Regions from separate parts of the Drosophila melanogaster genome. Here region 2 is linked to region 1. A link is a contact called in public Hi-C data. All regions are on one chromosome and are shown on one strand. Each heading gives the region's core, a stretch centred on a gene start, on an enhancer-like site or on the middle of the called end of the contact. The rest is flanking DNA. Distances are from core to core; before and after follow the strand shown.

Region 1 (4,851 bases), core at 1,080-3,579:
CTCGGCATCGGACTTGGCGAAGGCGGTGGCCTCGTCGACCTCCTTGCGTACCTTCAGATCGATGGCCTGGAAGATGTTTTTTTCTTTTAGCAATCATAACTCATAACAAAAATAAAACCCTATAAGCCAAACCCACCTTAACTTCATCGGTGGTAATCAGACCCAGCTCGATGCACAGCTCCTTGAAGGAGGTGATGGGATCACGCTTCTGGCGCACCTCCTGGATCTCCTCGCGTGTGCGGTACGATGTGCCCGGATCGGACATGGAGTGTCCAGAGTATCGGTACGTGTTCGTCTCCATCACCAAAGGTCCGTGAGTGTTCACATAGTTGATGGCGAACTCGGTGGCGCTGCGCACGGCCAGCACATCCATGCCGTCCACCCAGATTCCGGGCAGAGCGTCGCCGCGGGTATAGTAATCAGTGTTGCAGGAAGCACGCTCAGAACTGGTGCCCATTCCTAATGGGTATAATTATACAACATTTGGTTTAAGTAAATATCTTTTAGCATTGTTCCACTTTCTACAGCACTCACCGTAGTTGTTGTTCTCGCAGACAAAGATCACAGGCAGTTTCCACAGGTAGGCCATGTTGTAAGCCTCGAACACCTGTCCTTGATTGGCGGCACCATCACCGTAGAGGGCCAGGCACATGCCGCCATTGCCCTTGTACTTGCAGGCCAAGCCAACGCCGGCACCCAAAGGAACTTGAGCACCCACGATGCCATTGCCTCCGTAGAAGTTCGGTGCGTACATGTGCATGGAGCCACCCTTGCCGCGGGCACAGCCACCCTGGACACCGGTGAGCTCAGCCAGTACGCCGCTGGGTGAGACGCCCATCAGGTAGGTCCATCCGTGGACACGGTACGCCGAGATGATGTTGTCCACATCCCGCATCGCCGCCTTCATGCCAACGGCGCATGCCTCCTGGCCGGAATACAGATGACAGAAGCCGCGAATGATCTTCTCCTTGTACAGATTACCGGCGGCCGTCTCCAACCGACGGATCGTCTGCATCTGTGTGTAGTACTTGAGGGCCTGATCCTTGGTCAGCTTCACTTCCGTGGCGGGTCCTTCGTCCAGGCGGTGCAGCTTGAAGGGCTGCAAAGTTGGAAAGCATATTTAGAATTTAGATCCCTAAACTTCATTAATTTTAAAAACGTTTTCTACTTTTACATTAACAACTGACACACACATCTGATAAGAACGTAACGGAAACGTTTGGAACGCATGATAAGTAATAAAATGATAGCAGTTTGATTGGATAAACCAAATAACCATAGGCTTCAAGCTTCTCTAATCAAAGTATACTAATCTATAGAGAGCTATAACCACATATCGAGGATTTTCGGAAGTATGCTCCAAAAACCAAATTTGGATTTATGGCGGCTAATTTATGGCGTGAGAATCGACGTAAACAGAGAGCCAGACAGACAGACGGAGAGAAAGAGAGAGAGGGTGAAAATCGGCGGATCGTTGATAAGACTATATGTTATATGGTGCGTGAACAGTCACGCGTCGGCCACGCAAAAGGCAGACGGTGATAAAGAGCGTGGGAGACGGAAAACTACAAATTACTGCGTGACCTTGTCATTTGAAAATGAGCGGATTGACCGGCAAAATGCAACCCTGCACTTACACACACACACACACACACGCAAACCGTTTGCTATCTGGCGAAAATCGCATTATGTAACCGTATTTTTTCCCTTCCGACTTTTGAATTTTCCTGAGTTACAAGTACTTAATGCTATAATACGCACCCGATTCACTTGAACGGTGGCCTCCGTGGCATAATTGTTGGTTTTCGAAACACCTGCTTGGGCTGCATTCTGGAATAAACCGAAAAACGACGATGAATATCTCCCATTCCTGATGATATCGATGCTGCTGTTGTTGTTGTTGTTGCTAAGTATCCGACATCCGCTGATGATGATGTTGTTGTTGTTGTTGTTATGGCAACGCTTTTAGTGTTTTCATTATCGAATGGATTTGTTCAATTGCATTTTTAGTGACAACAATTAGAAATGTTAGTGGGTGCAAAGCGGGATTGGGATTACGTACTTTTTGCAGTTGCTTAACAATAATGGGCAATTCGCTAACGCGTGACAGAGTACGCAACATTTTCGCTGTGTTATTCTCGTTCGACTGACAGAAATTGGATGTGAATGGGGGCTTTCTATATGCGGATTGTCCGGATCTAGAATCGCACGCTATATATCTGGTGTCTCAGTCGCACCGCCGCGCGTCGTTGTAAGTTAAACAATCGGAAAAAAAGGTAGCGAGATTAGTTTATCAACTACTATATTGCACAACTATAACAACCGTTTGGCGTTATAGCGAAAAATAACGCACCACTTGGCCTATTAGTGTGACCCTAAATAAAATACTGCAGCTTTCCCTGTTTTCAAAAAATACTAAATTAGCTTATCGAACTTTCTTTTTCAATATAACTTGAAATATAAATGTTTACGTAAAATATTCAATAAGCTTTTATATAATGTGTCACACAATGTTATATCAAAATAATAGTAGTGTTTGGCGGTTATTGAAATACTCGAATAAATACTTACTCAATCACATTTTATATTACTTTGCCGCCCAAATAAAACGAGGGTTTTCAAAGAAGTACTTTTATTTCACATTGAAGATCTCATTTGGTTTTTGTTTGCTTTCTCATTTCTTACTCGTATTGTTACTTGAAATTGCCTCCATAAATCCACATTTGCGATTGCAGTTGCAATTGCAATACTGCTCTATATCGCACTCAGCTCACATAATTCACTAATCTCTTACAAAAACTTAAGTAATGTTTGTTCCTTGCACAAAAAACCAGTTAAATAGAAATAGGTAAAGTAGAATTAAACAGTTAAATTCAAATAAACGCTTTACAAACTAAGATTTTAAACTAGTTTTTGTATTTGTTGGTTTCTCGGTTTGTTGTTTCATTTTTTTTTTTTTGCTTTAGAAATGGCAGCTAAAAGATTTGAGTTTAAAAGTTACTAACGGAAAATGAGGAAATGGATCGATCGTTTGGGAAAAACTAAGCGAATGAAATAAATTTTTTACTTTCTTTTATCTATCTTTTGCTCTGTTACCGTTACACATATTCAATTTTTCGCGCGTTTTTCTGTTACATCAAAAATTGGTTTCTCACACAAATATTTTGCATTATGACAAAAAATTATGCTTTGCTTTGTTTTTTGTTTTGTTTCATATGTATACATGTACATGTATATATATATATATTTGTATGTATAAACACTTATTAGAAGTCCTGTTGTGTTTTTGTTTCCTTTCCCGTTAGAAATCCGGCATTCCGATTATAAGAAAAAAATTTAGTTTTTCTCTTCGTCTTCTTGTTTTTGCGAGTGCTTGTGTGTGTGTAAGTGGGGGAGGTGTGTGTGTGTGTGGGTGAGAGAGAGAGAGGAGGTTCTATCTTACCGTTAGCATAAATAGTTTTGTGTCTACGCAAAAACGTGCTGAGCAATAATCTAAAACGCAATAGCTAAAGAGAGAGAGGTGCTGTATGTGTGTGAAAAGTAACGGTAAATGTGTGTGATTTCTGCATATGTCTTCTGTTGTTTTCAGGAAATTACGTATTAAGCTTCTTATTTTTTTTGGTTGTTTTTAGTAGGTTTTACTTAGGTTCTTGCTTAATTTACACCAATGTTTACTTTATTTTGTATTTCTTGCATGAATATATATATTTACTTTTTGGTTTCCTTGTTTCTTATTACTGTTCGCTTTCATTCCTTGAAATTTGCCTTTAAATTGTTACTGTTCTTCTGTTTTATATAACATAAATCCGATTCGGAGAAACACATAGCACACACTTATATAAACGACAAGATGATAATTATTTATTTTGTCTTTGCTTTTGCTTTCGACTTTCTCCGCCTTTTTGTTTTATTACTGCTTGCACACCACCCTCATGACCTCCCTAACCTGGTTTTGACCTAGAAAGTCTTAGTTTTAAAATTCATTAGAATAATCAAATAAATAATAATTACTATGTTATATCAACTATTATAATTCTCCCTATCTTTTTTAGGATTAAAAATCTGTTAGTCTTAAGTAACCAAGACACATTGTAAAATAAAATAATTTAAGCAGATCAAATTAAGTTGCCGCATGGGTAACAGTGCGTTGATCAAATAATAAAAACATCATCGATAAAAAAAAAAAAAAAAAAAAAAAAAAAACTGCTTGCAGTTTCTACAAAAATTTTTGTTGCATACTTTGCTGCTGTGGATGGACAATACATATACACATACACATAATATTTGATTTGCGTGTAATTTGTTGCTGCTATGGTTTTATTGCAATGGTTTCATGTTCTTGCTGGCTTGCCGTTGTTTGGCAAAATCCAGGCAAAGGAGTAAATAAAGGTTTAGAGGGGGCGGGGGGATGGCTTGGTTGGGAGGTGGGAAAAATCCATGTCCAAACACGCACCGATTTGGTTTGCTCGTAAGCAATGAATAATACATTGTTTAAGCACACAGAAAGAAATTAGCAATCACTTGTAATATCCTTTGCAAACAATCCAACAAAATTTGACAACCTTATTAACCTGTCATCCGATAGTTTGAATCATTTATAATAGCTATATTGCAAGATAAATTGTTATTTTGCAATATTTCATCATATAATATATTCAGAAAACATTTTCGGTACGAAAAACCTAACAAATGCAATTTTAAACTGCGTTTTTTTTTTTGACAATTTAAAAAACCGAAGTTATGGAATACCATTGTTTTTTTTTTTTTTGGGAAAAGCATGCCAATGAGATATTTTTCTCTGTGTACCCATTAGGTGTGCAGAGAGCGTCTGTGTGTGTGAGTGAGTATGGT
Region 2 (4,851 bases), core at 874-3,373, 720 kb before region 1:
CAACGGGATTGAATTCGATTGGAACTCGCACCGACAGACTGACCCTATTGGCTTTGTTTGCTTTGTTGTCTTTCGTCACGTTTGGAACTGTGACCCAGGATTTGAGGTTAAGTTCGTCGCCCCGCTGCCAGCCAGCGAAATTGAGTGCCCCCGCTGTTTGACCACCCAAACATACATACATATATGTATTACCCTTTTTGCGATGATTTCTCGAAAATCCAAAGGACCCCGAACTCATACACGCACCCAACCAATCAAGCCCATACGCACGCACACATAGACACGAACTGTGATTACCCCCACACACATGCACAACAGGATCTGAGTAGTACCTTGAATTTACTCGCTGCGATATGCGTTGCACGTAAGCACACAACATATATGTTTTACAGCACTTTTATGCACTTTTTTTTATTCGTATATGCGTAAATAGAAAACGTGAACGACGTGACCAAGTGTGACCGTTGCTTATTTGGGTCGCAACTCCCGCGTGTGGTCAATTTCAAATTTTTAGGCTGTTGCTTCACCTCTCTGTTCGATGGCTTCCTCTTCTTCTGACCGCAATGGTATTCAAGTTTGGAACAACAACAATGTGCAAGTTCAAAGTCAGAAAATGACAAATAACCGAAAGGCACACAAAAAACAATCCTAAACATGTTTGCTTGCATGCCGAGACACGCACATACATCAATATTCATGTATAAACAAGCTTACAGTGTAGGAAATATAAAAAATTACAAAACTAGAACTGTGATTACCCACACACATGCACAACAAGATCTGCCTACTACCTTAAATTTACTCGCTGCGATATGTGTAGCACATGAGCACACAACATATATGTTTTATAGCACTTTTAGGCGCTTTTTATTCGTTTATGCGTAAATAGAAAACGTGAACGACGTGACCAAGTGTGACCGTTGCTTATTTTCGTCGCAAATCTCGCGTGTGGTCAATTTGAACCGTTGTCAGAAACTATAGGGTCTCGAAACATGTGCAAATAATTCATTTATATCATTCAACTTATGCTGCAAATAATTGCTATTATTATTATTTTAATTAATTATCCACACTGCTTATGTTCTTCGCTCAAACAGGAGGTAATTAAATCATTGAAGGGATTTCAAAAATCTATGTATGCATTCACTACTAACTAGCTTGGTCTTTTTTTTATTTTGCGCCGCTTTATAAATTTAAAAAAATATCATTTGGAATTACACACATCACTGTGTTAAATTAAAAAGAAGATTTTTAGTGATTGTTTTCTTTGAGATATTGAAGTCGCTATCTGCTCCTATATAAATATTATTTCGAAATTATCGATTTATAGTGCGCTATACTGACAAAAAATAGGCTGAAATTCGCATGAACAAGCATATTGTGGTAAGACAAAATGAAATCAGAACTTCCCAAGAACTACGTTGGAAAATTACAAATGCCCAAAAGTATTGCTCCACAAAATATCGTAACGAAATATCGCGAAATTTGCAACACTTTTGTGCACATTCGGTGGCAACGCCGCCTAAGAAAATACCTATTGCCCCAATCGATACCTATCGATGAGCGTGGGCAGCCCTGTTTGTGCATGTGCTGCCATTCGATTTGATAACCAGCACTCCGTGCACACGTTTTTCGGCTTTCTAGAAATAATTGGGCTGCGATTCAAACTGTGAAGTGATTTTTTCTATATTTTTTTTTTGTGTGCACAAAGGCTCTTGTAATTCGAGGATTTGGCCATCGCGAGTGCGGGTGATTAAGCAGGCAGCTCCGATTGCCAGAGTTTTGCGGATGCATGGCAACACTGCCGCACGCCGGCCATGTTATTGTGATTTGTAAAAGGTGGAACGTAGACACGTGTTTAATTCGTGCAGCACTTTAGCGTTGAGAAAACGACAGTAAATCGCCAGCAAATAAGCAAAAACAATACACAACTCGCGTGTGCAGTAGATAGCTTTGAAAGCACCCAAAGATAGTGAGCAAAATAAGTTACCCAAGCGGTTCACAAAGGTAAGAAATCGCAGCACGCGGAACATAACCTAGTACAAAAAAAGTGCGTGTGTGTGTTTGCCAAAACAGAGAGATGTGACGGAAAATGGTGTCATGTTCTGTTCTGTGTGGATTTGTTCCAATGTCCGTGTCTTGAGCTCTATTCGCACCTCTTTCCCGGTACCATAGCCAACGTTTTAACTACCTTTTTTTTGTCAACTTTTTGTTAAGTGTATGACTCTGCCTTGCCGCTGTTGTTGTTGTTCCGGCAAAGTGACAGTAAGTGGTTATGGAAAAAATTTGGAGTTCAATTCGGCGATTACACAATGACAGCACTCACACACACACACACCCACAATCGCACGCATACACATGCCGAGCATAAGTGCGTCTGTGTGTGTTACAGCTTTCACCGTTAATGTTCGGTTTTTTTACGCCTGAAAGAGAACAAAGGCGAAAAGGAGCTGCCACTCCCACAAAGAAAACATTGCGTCTATGCATACATACATATGTATACACATATAAAGTAGTATATCCCCCGATTATACAATCCCCGCCCATTTTTGGCCACCATATGATCGGAAACCACGTTGCCAAGATTATAACAATGTGGACTTTTTCGGCTAGCTGGCAATGTTGTTGCACCTGATTTGTTGTTGTTTTGGTGCTCTCTTCTGGCTTGCCTCTCTGTGTCGCTCATTCTCGCTTGTTCGGGGGAATTTCAAATTTTTAGGCTGTTGCTTCACCTCCCCGTTCGACGGCTTCCTCTTCTTTTGGCCGCACTGGTATTCGAGTTTGGAGCAACAACAATGTGCAAGTTCAAAGTCAGAAAATAACAAATAACCGAAAGGCACACAAAAAACATGCCTAAACATGTTTGTTTGCATGCCGAGACACGCAGACACATCAATATTCATGTATAAACAAGCTTACAGTGTAGGAAATACAAAAAAAAAATAACAAAAACTAGAAGACCATTGCGAAGTTGTTGTGCCCTTATCTTACATTTTGTCGTTTTAATTCAAGAGTTGATACGAATACGTGTAAAACTACACTTCTCCCTGCTCTTATGCATATCCATTTATTAAGAATTTTAGGCAAAATGTGGCAAGCTTTGTCAACAAGTTTTAATACTCTAAGCAAAGGGTATAAAACGTAATCTGAAAAATTCCCGTCACCCGGTTTCGACGATTAGGAAATGCCACAGCTGTCTGGCCAGTTGCCCTTCCATGGCCATTTTATAGCACCCCACTAGGCCCCTTATCCCCCACCCCCTGCATGCTCCCATCAACCGTTGATCTGTCGCTATATGTACATTTATACATATACATATGCATATACATATACATATGTACATACATACAATGTATGTTTGTGTTTCAGTTGCTTGTCGATTGAGCTTATCATCTGACCACTGTGTAACAGGAGGACCTTTGGGCCCTAACAAAGTGACGATATTGTGGATGGGGGGAAGCGGGAGTATAGTGGGTAAATCGGTTCTATAGTGAGTAACTTAAAAGTACTAAAGATCTCATGGCTTTAAACTACTGTTCGGCATGACTTGCACTTTTCGGGCCCCGGAAATTTTGACCAAATTCGAAGGAGCGTCTTACAATCCATTTGAATGGATTTTGATTAACGGTTTTCGGATTTCTTTGTTCTAATGAGCTCGCCACTCTCTTTTCTTCTCTCCGGCTTTCTGTCTCGTTTCCGCTTGGTGGGATGAGTGTGTGTGTGGGTGGAAAGGGGCGCTAAATAAAAACTTGCCACCACGCATCCTCTCTTTTTTCGCGGGTTGGTGGGGGTATGCCGATGCGGAAGAGCGGATGGAGTGAAGAGCGGAGAATCGGTGCCGAAATAAAAAAAATAATACAAATAAAAAGCCAGAGGAATTGGCAATTAGAAGGCGTGCAAAGTAGTTTCCCTTCATATATCGAGCAGTCGATATCTCGAATCTCTCGAACAATTTCGCCGGCATATCGAAACCCAACAAAAAAAGAAAGAAAATAAACAAAAGCATAGAAGAAACTCCAAAAAATAAGCCGAAGCGAATTGATGCCATAAAACGACATAAAATACAAACGAAACCGGAAGAAGCAACGAATTCAGTTTTATCCTAGTGGTAATACAAAAACACACATTTATTTTGTGAATAGGTGATGAATTTCTGGCAAAGCTGTTGTTTTCGTAACTTTTAGTTTTGTTTTGTAATGATTTCGTAACATTTGCCATTGCCATACGTAAACGTAACGGTTTCTTCTTGCGCCTCTCTTCCGTTCTTCGCCGACGCTCTTTTGCGTTCTTGCGCACGCGCTCTTTGCATGCGATCTATCGCTCCATCTCTCTCGCTCTCTCCCGTTGCGTTTTTCCCTTCCGCGTGGCATTCAAAAATCGCTTTGCACCTTTTTCGTCGTTCTCTCTCGTTGTCTCTCTCTCTCTCGGCATTTGTGTTGTTGTCTATATTTACGTATTTATTTGTTGCTATTAATACGCAAAAGTTCAGAAAGGAAAAAACCAAAATCAAACACACTGGCAAACACACACACACACACGCACACTTATGCAGACGAGCACATGCAGGCGGGTCTCGTGACTTGCAAAACCAATTCGAAACCTTTAAATAGGTTTTTTCAAATATAACAACATGCATATGTCGTTATTTAAAAAACAACGTTCATGTGGATGGTGTTGACAAATTAGCCCTTTAATCTCACACTTTTCTTCAAAATTGATTTCATATTTGAAATTCTCGCTTAAATTTAAACGCAAATTCAAAGCTCTTTACTTTGTTTTCAAAGTTATTCTACACAAAATTGCATATTGTGTACCGTTTCTTATCTTGAGCCATGACAAGCTTTTTAAAGT

The links. A called contact is a pair of places that touch in the nucleus more often than the background predicts.
Region 2: a contact with region 1 is called in a Hi-C map of the Kc167 cell line, with 2.8 times the contacts expected there. The contact joins the promoter of spoon here to the promoter of Pdha in region 1. A contact is called at or near these places in 5 of 107 Hi-C or Micro-C datasets (the D17-c3 cell line, the Kc167 cell line, the ML-DmBG3-c2 cell line and 1 more) and 1 of 6 datasets of contacts at active chromatin or transcription factors (the Kc167 cell line).

What each region holds. Positions count from the first base shown.
Region 1 is chrX:4,699,803-4,704,653 of dm6, reverse strand. It overlaps Pdha (Pyruvate dehydrogenase E1 alpha subunit), which reads right to left and starts at 2,329. Exons shown (of 5, transcript NM_167017.3): 1 at 2,063-2,329; 2 at 1,762-1,962; 3 at 535-1,099; 4 at 137-459; 5 at 1-66. The coding sequence starts at 2,122. ctp (cut up) reads right to left here. Exons shown (of 3, transcript NM_167015.3): 3 at 2,620-4,851.
Region 2 is chrX:5,417,608-5,422,458 of dm6, reverse strand. It overlaps spoon (spoonbill), which reads left to right and starts at 2,123. Exons shown (of 5, transcript NM_167034.2): 1 at 2,123-2,265. The coding sequence starts at 2,221. It overlaps Usp16-45 (Ubiquitin specific protease 16/45), which reads right to left and starts at 926. Exons shown (of 5, transcript NM_167037.2): 1 at 792-926.